2 separate regions of the Sus scrofa genome follow, and region 2 is linked to region 1. The links are chromatin contacts, called in public HiChIP or PLAC-seq maps. All regions are on one chromosome and are shown on one strand. Each heading gives the region's core, a stretch centred on a gene start, on an enhancer-like site or on the middle of the called end of the contact. The rest is flanking DNA. Distances are from core to core; before and after follow the strand shown.

The links. HiChIP or PLAC-seq counts read pairs in DNA pulled down with a chosen protein or histone mark.
Region 2: an H3K27ac HiChIP or PLAC-seq map of alveolar macrophages shows a contact between it and region 1. The contact joins two enhancer-like sites. A contact is called at or near these places in 1 of 5 promoter capture datasets (fetal liver) and 1 of 2 datasets of contacts at active chromatin or transcription factors (alveolar macrophages).

Annotation. Positions count from the first base shown.
Region 1 is chr14:82,360,398-82,364,781 of Sscrofa11.1, reverse strand. TSPAN14 (tetraspanin-14) reads right to left here. Exons shown (of 9, transcript XM_021074409.1): 8 at 2,849-2,968; 9 at 107-1,675. The coding sequence ends at 1,604. Among named protein-coding and RNA genes, the nearest start is that of SH2D4B, 15 kb to the left of the region's middle. Within about 2 kb of position 1,286, at least 17 of the 83 cell types and tissues checked have an H3K27ac peak or open chromatin away from gene starts, as enhancers often do. A contact at or near this core is called in alveolar macrophages, where this site is marked.
Region 2 is chr14:82,183,683-82,187,967 of Sscrofa11.1, reverse strand. DYDC1 (DPY30 domain-containing protein 1) reads left to right here. Exons shown (of 7, transcript XM_003133089.3): 4 at 4,131-4,223. Among named protein-coding and RNA genes, the nearest start is that of DYDC1, 11 kb to the left of the region's middle. Within about 2 kb of position 1,402, at least 3 of the 83 cell types and tissues checked have an H3K27ac peak or open chromatin away from gene starts, as enhancers often do. A contact at or near this core is called in alveolar macrophages, where this site is marked.

The sequences.
Region 1 (4,384 bases), core at 37-2,536:
TCCTGTCCTGCCTAGCCACACTCGATCCTGCTGGTTCCCTCACCAGCTGAGTTTACCACGGAGATGCTTAATGCCCTCTTGACGTGACCCAAAACAAAACCAATCAGAACAACAGCATTAATATAAAGATATATTCCACAAAAGAGTTTGGCAGTCAAAGAAAAGCATCACACTTCCTAAAAAACAAGCATTCTTCTTCCTTAGTCTACAAAGAAAATTGTAAAAAAACAAAACCAACATCATCAACAAACACCCACCAGTATACACCACACTAGCATGTACACTTCGGCAAGGAAGTAAAGGGAGCACTCCATCCCCGAACGACGAGGACAGGACTGGTACAGGACCCAGAGAAGCATTAAGAGTGTAGCCCCGCCAAAGATGCACAAATGTCCCAGCTACCCCCAGGGGGCTTATTCAGTACACGAGACAGACTTCATTTCCAAGAGCAAGCCCCCAATAGCCCTGACTGGAAGGGTGGACACGGTGACCAAGATACCCCATCAGAGGGTGGAGGGTCACCACAAAAATCAGCAACGAAATGTCCAGCCTCTGCACAGCTGCAGGCTGGGGTCTATGACTCGGCCCAGCGGCCTTGGCCCGAGGGAGAGGCGAATGCCAAGCTGGCCAGCCGGCCCTTAGCACATGGCCTGGAGAGGAGCCCTGGCCAAAGGTTTCCGGCTGGCCGTCTCTGGGGGGCTCCCTGGCTCTGCAGTGGGGAGGGCCAGGGTTCAAGTTCCGGGTAACAGTTTCAGTAGCACCAAGACCAGAGACAGTGAGGCCAAGTGAGGGGGGGCGTGGGGGGTATGTGGGCTGGGGGTGCGCAGATGTGCAGCTGGGTGACTAGGCATGAAAAGGAGAAGCTGGTGGGGTTGATTCATGAAACACTCAAGGGAACTGAAAGGGGTGATTTCAGTCCCAGACACCATGTAAGGCTGTTGAGAGAAGAATGCCAGAGGAAATGAAGACGTGGTGTGGGAACATTCTTACTCTATAAATAAACTATTTACACACTTTAGGAAAAGAAGAGCTGACTCTCAGAGGAGAGCCGTGCCCACTGCCCCCTCCTGCCATCAGGGCATAATGCTATTGAGGCTGGAGGCAGTTCCTGACCCTGGGGGCTGGGAGGGTGGTGGACAAGGCACTCCTGCGGCACCAGCCCACGCACTGGCTCAGGCTTATTTCACTTGGACATGGCTGAGGATCCTGCCAACACTCCGACTTGTGCAGACACTGCGGGCCCTGCTGGTACTCAGAGGTCCACATAAGGTGCAGCTGGCTTCCAGGCCAGCACCAATGACACATGAGTGGTGAGGAGGCCAGGATGCAACCACCAGAGCCATCTGTCCCTCAGGTCACCTCCCCCACTGAAAGACATGTCCTCTGACTCCAGGCAGACCCCTGCGGGGGTCTTGGCCACAAATCTGTGCAGGGGGTCCCTTGGTCTTCAGCGCCGGCAAGCAGAAAACAGAGAGGTCACATCAAGTGGGTGCTGAAGATGGGGTGCTGGGTGCGTCCGTTTCCCTCTGGACATAAAGTTGATGGCAGTGAAGGGCTGCGGCCTCCACGCGTGGCTCAGCTCTGCTCGTCCACCTCTGGCTCCTCAGAAGTGGTGACCTGCCTTCACCGCTTCAATGTCAGAGATCAGGGTTCTCGCCAGGAAGATGCCAAATATCTGAAAACAAAGCCGCAGAGGCAGCTGCTGTCAGCATCAGGGCCCAAAGGGCAAGGTGGAGCCCGGCAAGCCCACCGCCACCCCCCATGCCTGCCCACAGGGGCAGAGGATGCAGAGAGCAGCAACCAGGCACACGGCAAAATGAGACCAACCCACAGTTAAAACAAATGAGCCCCTGCAGCTACCAGGCTGGGTCCCTAGAGCCTAGAAGGTGCAGTCAGCAGGCACCACAGACGCAAAGTGGACATTCAGCCTGGCCTCCAACGCGACCATGTACGTCACACACCACAGGCCCGGACATGCTTCATACCCAAGGTGAAACCAAAAATGACAGGGTCACCCTGACTGGTTCGGATTCCCAAAATAACAAATTCTGAATGTTTCCTGTAAACCTGAATTCCGTAATAAAAACGAGATTCCCCGATCTGGGCTATGCTGATGTCTGAAGCTTACATCCCTGACCTCGGTGACCGAGATAATCATGTGGGAAAACTGGTGTTTTTCTACCCGGAGCAGACTCCTGTGAACTTGGTGACCTTAGGAATTTTCCTCCCCACCCCTAAATTCTTGTTGTGGTGGGTATTTGATGAGCCACTCCTTCTGAAGTCTGATTCCCTTGCCTGCTTTGCTAGCAAATTGTTTTCTTTCCTTTTCTAGATGCTTCTGTCTCTCAGCCTTCCTTTGAGATCAAACAGCTGCGTTTGCTGAGTGAAGGAGGAAAAAGTGTGTGAACAGCTGGTGACCCCAGGCCCACCTTGGTCACCCCTTCAATTGGGGGGGGGGGTCAGAGCCAAGCATTTGCTAAATGGTGGGTTTTCTGCTTCTCCTCCACGCCTTGGGCACACTGAAAAAGCTCCTGGTTTCTCTGATTCACTAAATTCTTTTTTTTGGTCACACCCACAGCATGCAGAAGTTCCCAGGCCGGGGATCAAGCCTGCGGCACAGCAGTGACGACACCAGATCCTTAACCTGCGAAGCCACCAGGGAACTCCTCTGATTCACTGAATTCTTGACTTTCTCCTACCAGTTCTTCTCCCTGCAGACACTAGGCTACTCACTCTGGGGCCTCCCACACCCTCAGCCGCCAGCATCTTTCCACACATGAAATCTGTCTCAAGGGAACAGGTAAAGCCACAAGGGGAGAGGAAGCCACAAAGGGCAGTGGGAACAAACCTGCAGCAGTGAGATGGCGATGAAGACACCGGCCACAATGTAGATGTTCCGGGGGAGCCAGCCCTCCAGCGCCTGGATGCAGCCTTTTGTGAAGATGGACTCGTCCCATTTGCTCTTCAGCTGCAGGAAAAGAGGACAGTGGCTTGAGTCCCCAACACAAGGGCTGAACCCACCCTGGTTCCCCAGGGCTCCCCCCAGAGACAGGGTAAATCTCCAGGGCAATGAGGGACCTGAGAGGCAGGGGGCAAGACACAGGGAACTCTTCAGGAGAAACACTTCTACTGCAGTTCCCATCGTGGCTCAGTGAAAACAAATCTGACTAGGATCCATGAGGATGCAGGTTCGATCCCCGGCTTTGCTCAGTGGGTTAAGGATCTGGTGTTGCCGTGAGCTGTGGTGTAGGTCACAGACGCAGCTTGGATCCTGAGTTGCTGTGGCTGTGGTGTAGGCCAGCAGCTGCAGCTCCGATCAGACCCCTAGCCTGGGAACCTCCATGTGCTGCCAGTGCGGCCCTAAAAAGACAGAAAAAAAAAGAAGAAAAAAAAGAAAGAAACACATCTATTGTCTCTGTCTCTGTTCCTCCCTGGGCAGTTTGCCTTTTTTTTTTTTTTTTTTGAAATTGTCTTTTTAGGGCTGCACCCTTGGCATATAGAATTCTCAGGCTAGGAGTCAAATCAAGCTGTAGCCGTGGGCCTACACCACAGCCACAGCAGCATCAGATCCGAGCCACATCTATGACCTACACCACGGCTCACAGCAACACCAGATCCTTAACCCACTGAGGGAGGCCAGGGATTGAACCTCATGAATACTAGTTAGGTTCATTACCTCTGAGCCACAGCGGGAACTCCCAGTTTGCATTTTATAACCTGCCTAACTAAAGGATTCCTGGCTATGACCTTTAACCCATCTGTTAGGCCCGCCACAGATTTCAAGGTCAACATGTTCAACATACGTCCACAGTCCACATCTGGAAAGGGGAGGGGGCTGGGAGGCTTGGAGAAGGAAGGTGTGCCTTAAAGGGAGAAACTGGGAGAAGAGGGTTCAAAGTCTTCTGAGCCAGAAGGCAGGGGCAGTGGCTTCTCAGAGTGCGTCCCTGCAGCCCAGGTGAGCCAGGCTCCGGAGCCAGAGCCAGCAGGATCAGTCACAGGCCAACAGGCTCTTTCCAATGCCGACCCCCAGTGGAGGCTCCGTAAGCACACAGCAATGTGGCCACAGCACCCATGGCACACCCTCCCCCTCCACCCTGGCCAATGGCAATCAGCCCCACCTATGAAACATGGATGGAACACTCTTCATTAGGGACCGAACTGTGTCCCCCTAAAATTCTTTTAAGCTGAAATCCTAACCCCCAGTCCCTCAGAATGTAACTTGGGGACAGAATGTTTAAAGAGGTAAATAAATTAAAATGATGTCACTGGGGGGAGCCCTAACCCAATATGACTGGTGTCCTCATGAGAAGAAGAGATTAGGACACCAACAGACACAGAGGGAAACCTGCAGGACTCAGGCAGGAGAAGGCACCCTTTACAAGCC
Region 2 (4,285 bases), core at 153-2,652, 180 kb after region 1:
TCTGTAGTGAGATTTTATGTGTTTCATCTTTGAAAATATCTTTTTACACAAATAGGTTCTTGCCAAATATTGATATCTGCCCATGTGCACAAAATTTTGAGTGTATTCATCTCTCAGAAGGCACTTGTAGAATTCTGCTAGGTTTTTCTCTTGATATTTGTCCTTATCATATCATTATCTTGTGGATTCTTCCAGTTGAGGGTTGGTAAAATCTTCTCAGTCGCACAGTTAAATGGATTTTGAAATGTGGAAATTTCCTTTGCACTTATATCAAGACCTAAAAACACTCTAGAACTACAGTTTGAGCTTAGAAAATCTGCCACAGATTTGTGTGGGAATGGAAATCTAGTTTCTTGATAGCAGTAGAAGTGTATGAGGCAGCTTGACATTGTGATTCAAACAAATTAGTTGTTATTGAAATGACTTTCCTGCAGCATTAAGTTTTACATATAAATGCTGTTTTGCCTTATGCTTTTCAGTCAAATTGATTAAAAATCTTTAAGTCTGCAGCAAAAGCTAGTTTCCAAATCTATTTAATGTTTGATAATTGTGTTTGAAGATGGTTCTTAAAGTCAGTTTTAGCCTTAGCTCAAAAATTCGCAATAAAACATTACCACTGTTAGGCCATGGACCTGTTGGTTTGTAGGGCAAGTCAAGATATATTCAGCTTCTCTATCTGACAAAAAATTACGGAACCAATGATGTTTAAGATCATAAAGGTAAATGAAAGTCACTGTTGACACTGTTACAAACCAAATTTGGCTCTGCTCACTCAAGGTGTGTTGAAGGCAAATCTGTTGACACTGGGTTGTGGTGAAGAAAGGTGCAGTATTTATCGTAAGGTGCTAAGCAAGGGAATGGGAAACAAGGCTCAGATTCACTCCACATTGGTCGTTGAGTTAGGGGTTTTCTTAAAGGGGAAGAGCAGAGGGGCTAGAATTAATCATCTTGTGACATTTCTGTGACATGTCTTTTCCTTTTTTAATTGAGATATAGTTGATTTGTATATTGTGTTAGTTTCAGGTATACAACAAGGTAATTTGGTTGTATATATACACACACATTTATATTCTTTTTTTCAATTCTGTTCCATTATAGTTTATTACAAGATATTAAACATAGTTCCCTGTGCCATATAGTAGGACCTGGCTTATCTATTTTATGTATAGTACTGTGTATCTGTTAATCTCAAGGTCCTAATTTATTCCCTTCACCCCTTTCCTCTTTGGTAATCATAAATTTGTTTTCTGCATCTGTGAGTCTGTTTCTCTTTTGTAAATAAGTTCATTTGTACTATTTTTTAGATCCCACATATAAGTGATATTATGTAATATCTCATCTTTCTCTGTCCGTCTTCACTTAGTATGGTAATCTCTAGGTCCATCTGTGTTGCTGCAACATTTCTGTGACATTTCTTAATCATTGACTTTTCAGTCAGCAATTATTTTTCAGTCACTTTAAACTCAACATAAGCTCCTTTGGGACTCAGGATGTTTCTGGTTTACCATTCTTTGGCCAGGTGGCCCATGTCTTCGGAGTCTGTTAGCTCATCTTCTCCTGGAGAAAAACCTGAGTTCTACATTAATGATATCTATAATAGCAATTTTAGTACATGAACAATGTTATTGACAATAGCAATTTTAATCATATGACTAGTTGATTAGTGTTCAGTTAGCACAGGATTGAGGTCAGAGGGGACAAGAAAGGGAATAAAGTTTTGGATAGGGAGATGAATCATAAACCCAGTAAGGAAACTCGACTTTAGAGGGACTCGGTTTCAACATTGCTGGCTCAGAAACACGTGATAGAGTCAAATATTTTCATCTAAGTAGCTGCTCTTGAATCATATAATGAGGAGTTCCTGTTGTGGCTCAGCAGAAACGAATCTGTCTAGTATCCATGAGGACACAGGCTCAATCTCTGGCCTTGCTCAGTGGGTTAAGGATCTGGAGTTGCCATGAGCTGTGGTGTAGGTTGCAGACATGGCTTGGATCCCTAGTTGCTGTGGCTGTGATATAGGCCAGAAGCTACAGCTCCAATTTGACCCCTAGCCTGGTAACTTCCATATGCTGTGGATGGGTCCTAAAAAGACAGAAAAAAAAAAAAAAAATCATACAATGAAAACTCATAGGCTTCAAACACCATTTCCACAAACTTTGTAAATTTGTCCAATTATGCTTTTTTCTGTTCCACACATACTTTTTTTTTTTTTTTTTTTTTTTTTAGGGCTGAACTTGCAGTGTGTGGAAGTTCCCAGGCTAAGGGTCGAATCAGAGCTACAGCTGCCAGCCTGTGCCACAGCCACAGCAACACCAAATCCAGGTTGCACCTGTGACCTACACCACAGCTCACGGCAATGCCGGATCCTTAACCCGCTGAGCAAGGCCAGGGATCAAACCCATGTCCTAATGGACAGTAGTCAGATTCGTTTCTGCTGCACCAAAGTGGAACTCCTGTTCCACACATAATTTTATCACCACTGGTTGTAATATATCTTAGCAGATTTCACATCTGGTTGTAGTGAATTAAGGTTCTTCTCAATGTCTTTGAAAATATTCTGCCTGTATTACTGCCCCATGAAGACTGTTCATAGTGGTTGATTTTTTTTCAGTTACTTCAAACTTAGCATTGATTCCTTTGATAAATAGCAGCAACTGATCAGTGTTGGGAACATTTTTCTGCTCATCAATAGCCAGGAAAAACCACTCAAAACCATTTGCCTTGTCATTAATTGACTATTGATGCTGCTCCCTGTGTCATTGATACTTTGAGCAACTGTTTTCACCAAAAGGCTAAAAATCTTAAGTTTTTTAGACTCTGAATTCAAATTTGTTTTAATTACATCACCATTGATTAATGTATTTCTTTGCTTGGCTAACAGATGAGCCACTTGAAAATTTTAACTTTCATTGCAGCCTCCTTGTCATTTTTAAATTTTGTGAAGACATTCTTCTCTGATGAAATAATCCTGTTTTAAACTCTCTAATATTTCTGACCTTTGCATTCATGTTAGTTGAGAATATTGTGATGAGTGTTCTGGTAATGTTGATATTTACTGTATTCTTTTAGTACAGTGTTGTTGCATAAGAAACACCATTCTTTGCCAGTTAATTTGATAGTAAACCACGTGCCACTATGTATAAAAAGGCAAACATTCAAAATCCACTTTTTTCTTGTTTTGGTATGATGGCACTGATTTTTTTTTGACAATGTCTCAGTATAGTGATACGGTGCTGTGATTTATGAGGGTGAACTGTGACTTGTAGTGTGCTGAGCAGTAGTGCAAGGCAATGAGAGCACCACCTGTGGTCTCTGTTGCAAATACTCAGCTGTGCTGTTGTGGGGCAAAAGCAGTCACAGACAGTAAATGAGTGGATGAGTATGGCAGTGTTTCAGTAGAGCTTTATTTAAAACTTGACATTTGAATTTCATATATTTTTCATATGTAATGAAACATCATTATTCTGATATTTTCCAACCATTTAAAAAGGTATAAACACCATTTTTCAGAGTTCCCTGCTGGCTCAGTGGGTTAAGAATCCAGTGTTGTCACTGCTATGGTGGAGATTTTATTCGTGGCCCGGAAACTTTTGCATGCCACAGCCAAAAAAAAAATTTGCTTGCAGGCTGTACAAAAACAGGAGTTAGGTCAGGATTGACCAAAGGAATTTACTCTGTTGACCTCTGTTTTTGCATGGCTAGGATATATGTTAATTTGGGACCAGATTTGTTGTTGATTTTCTCCGGTTTCAAATAGTATACCTAAAATCTTTTTATCTGCTATTCTACAACCAAGGTTTGGCTATTTGAAGATCCATCCTTAAAGACATTTTTATCTGAAAAAAATGATTATACTCTTATTTGTAGCTTCAAGAACAGAGAAAATGACTTGATTTTGTACCAATACTGCTTTTCTAAAATTAGCAATTAAGGAGGCTTACATTTTAATTTTACTTTAGGAAATATTTGTAAAAAGCTAACATGTTAGGTGACTGTGACCATTTATTTTTGCAAGTTCTGCAATTTAGGTGAGTGTAAACTTTATTATCATGGGACATTTCACTGTAGTAGAGTAAATTCCTTGCAATTGGTATGACTCTAATGTGACTTATTTATTTCTGAATATTCAGCAACAGCTGGCATTCCAGCTGGAGTTGGAAATGCAAGAAAAAGAGAGACAGAGAATAGAAGAACTGCAGAGAGCTCAAGAACAATTTGAGAGGGTAATTTGAAGTTTTATAAAAATCTGTTTTATTTTAAAGCCTCTTAGACTTTGCAGACTGTT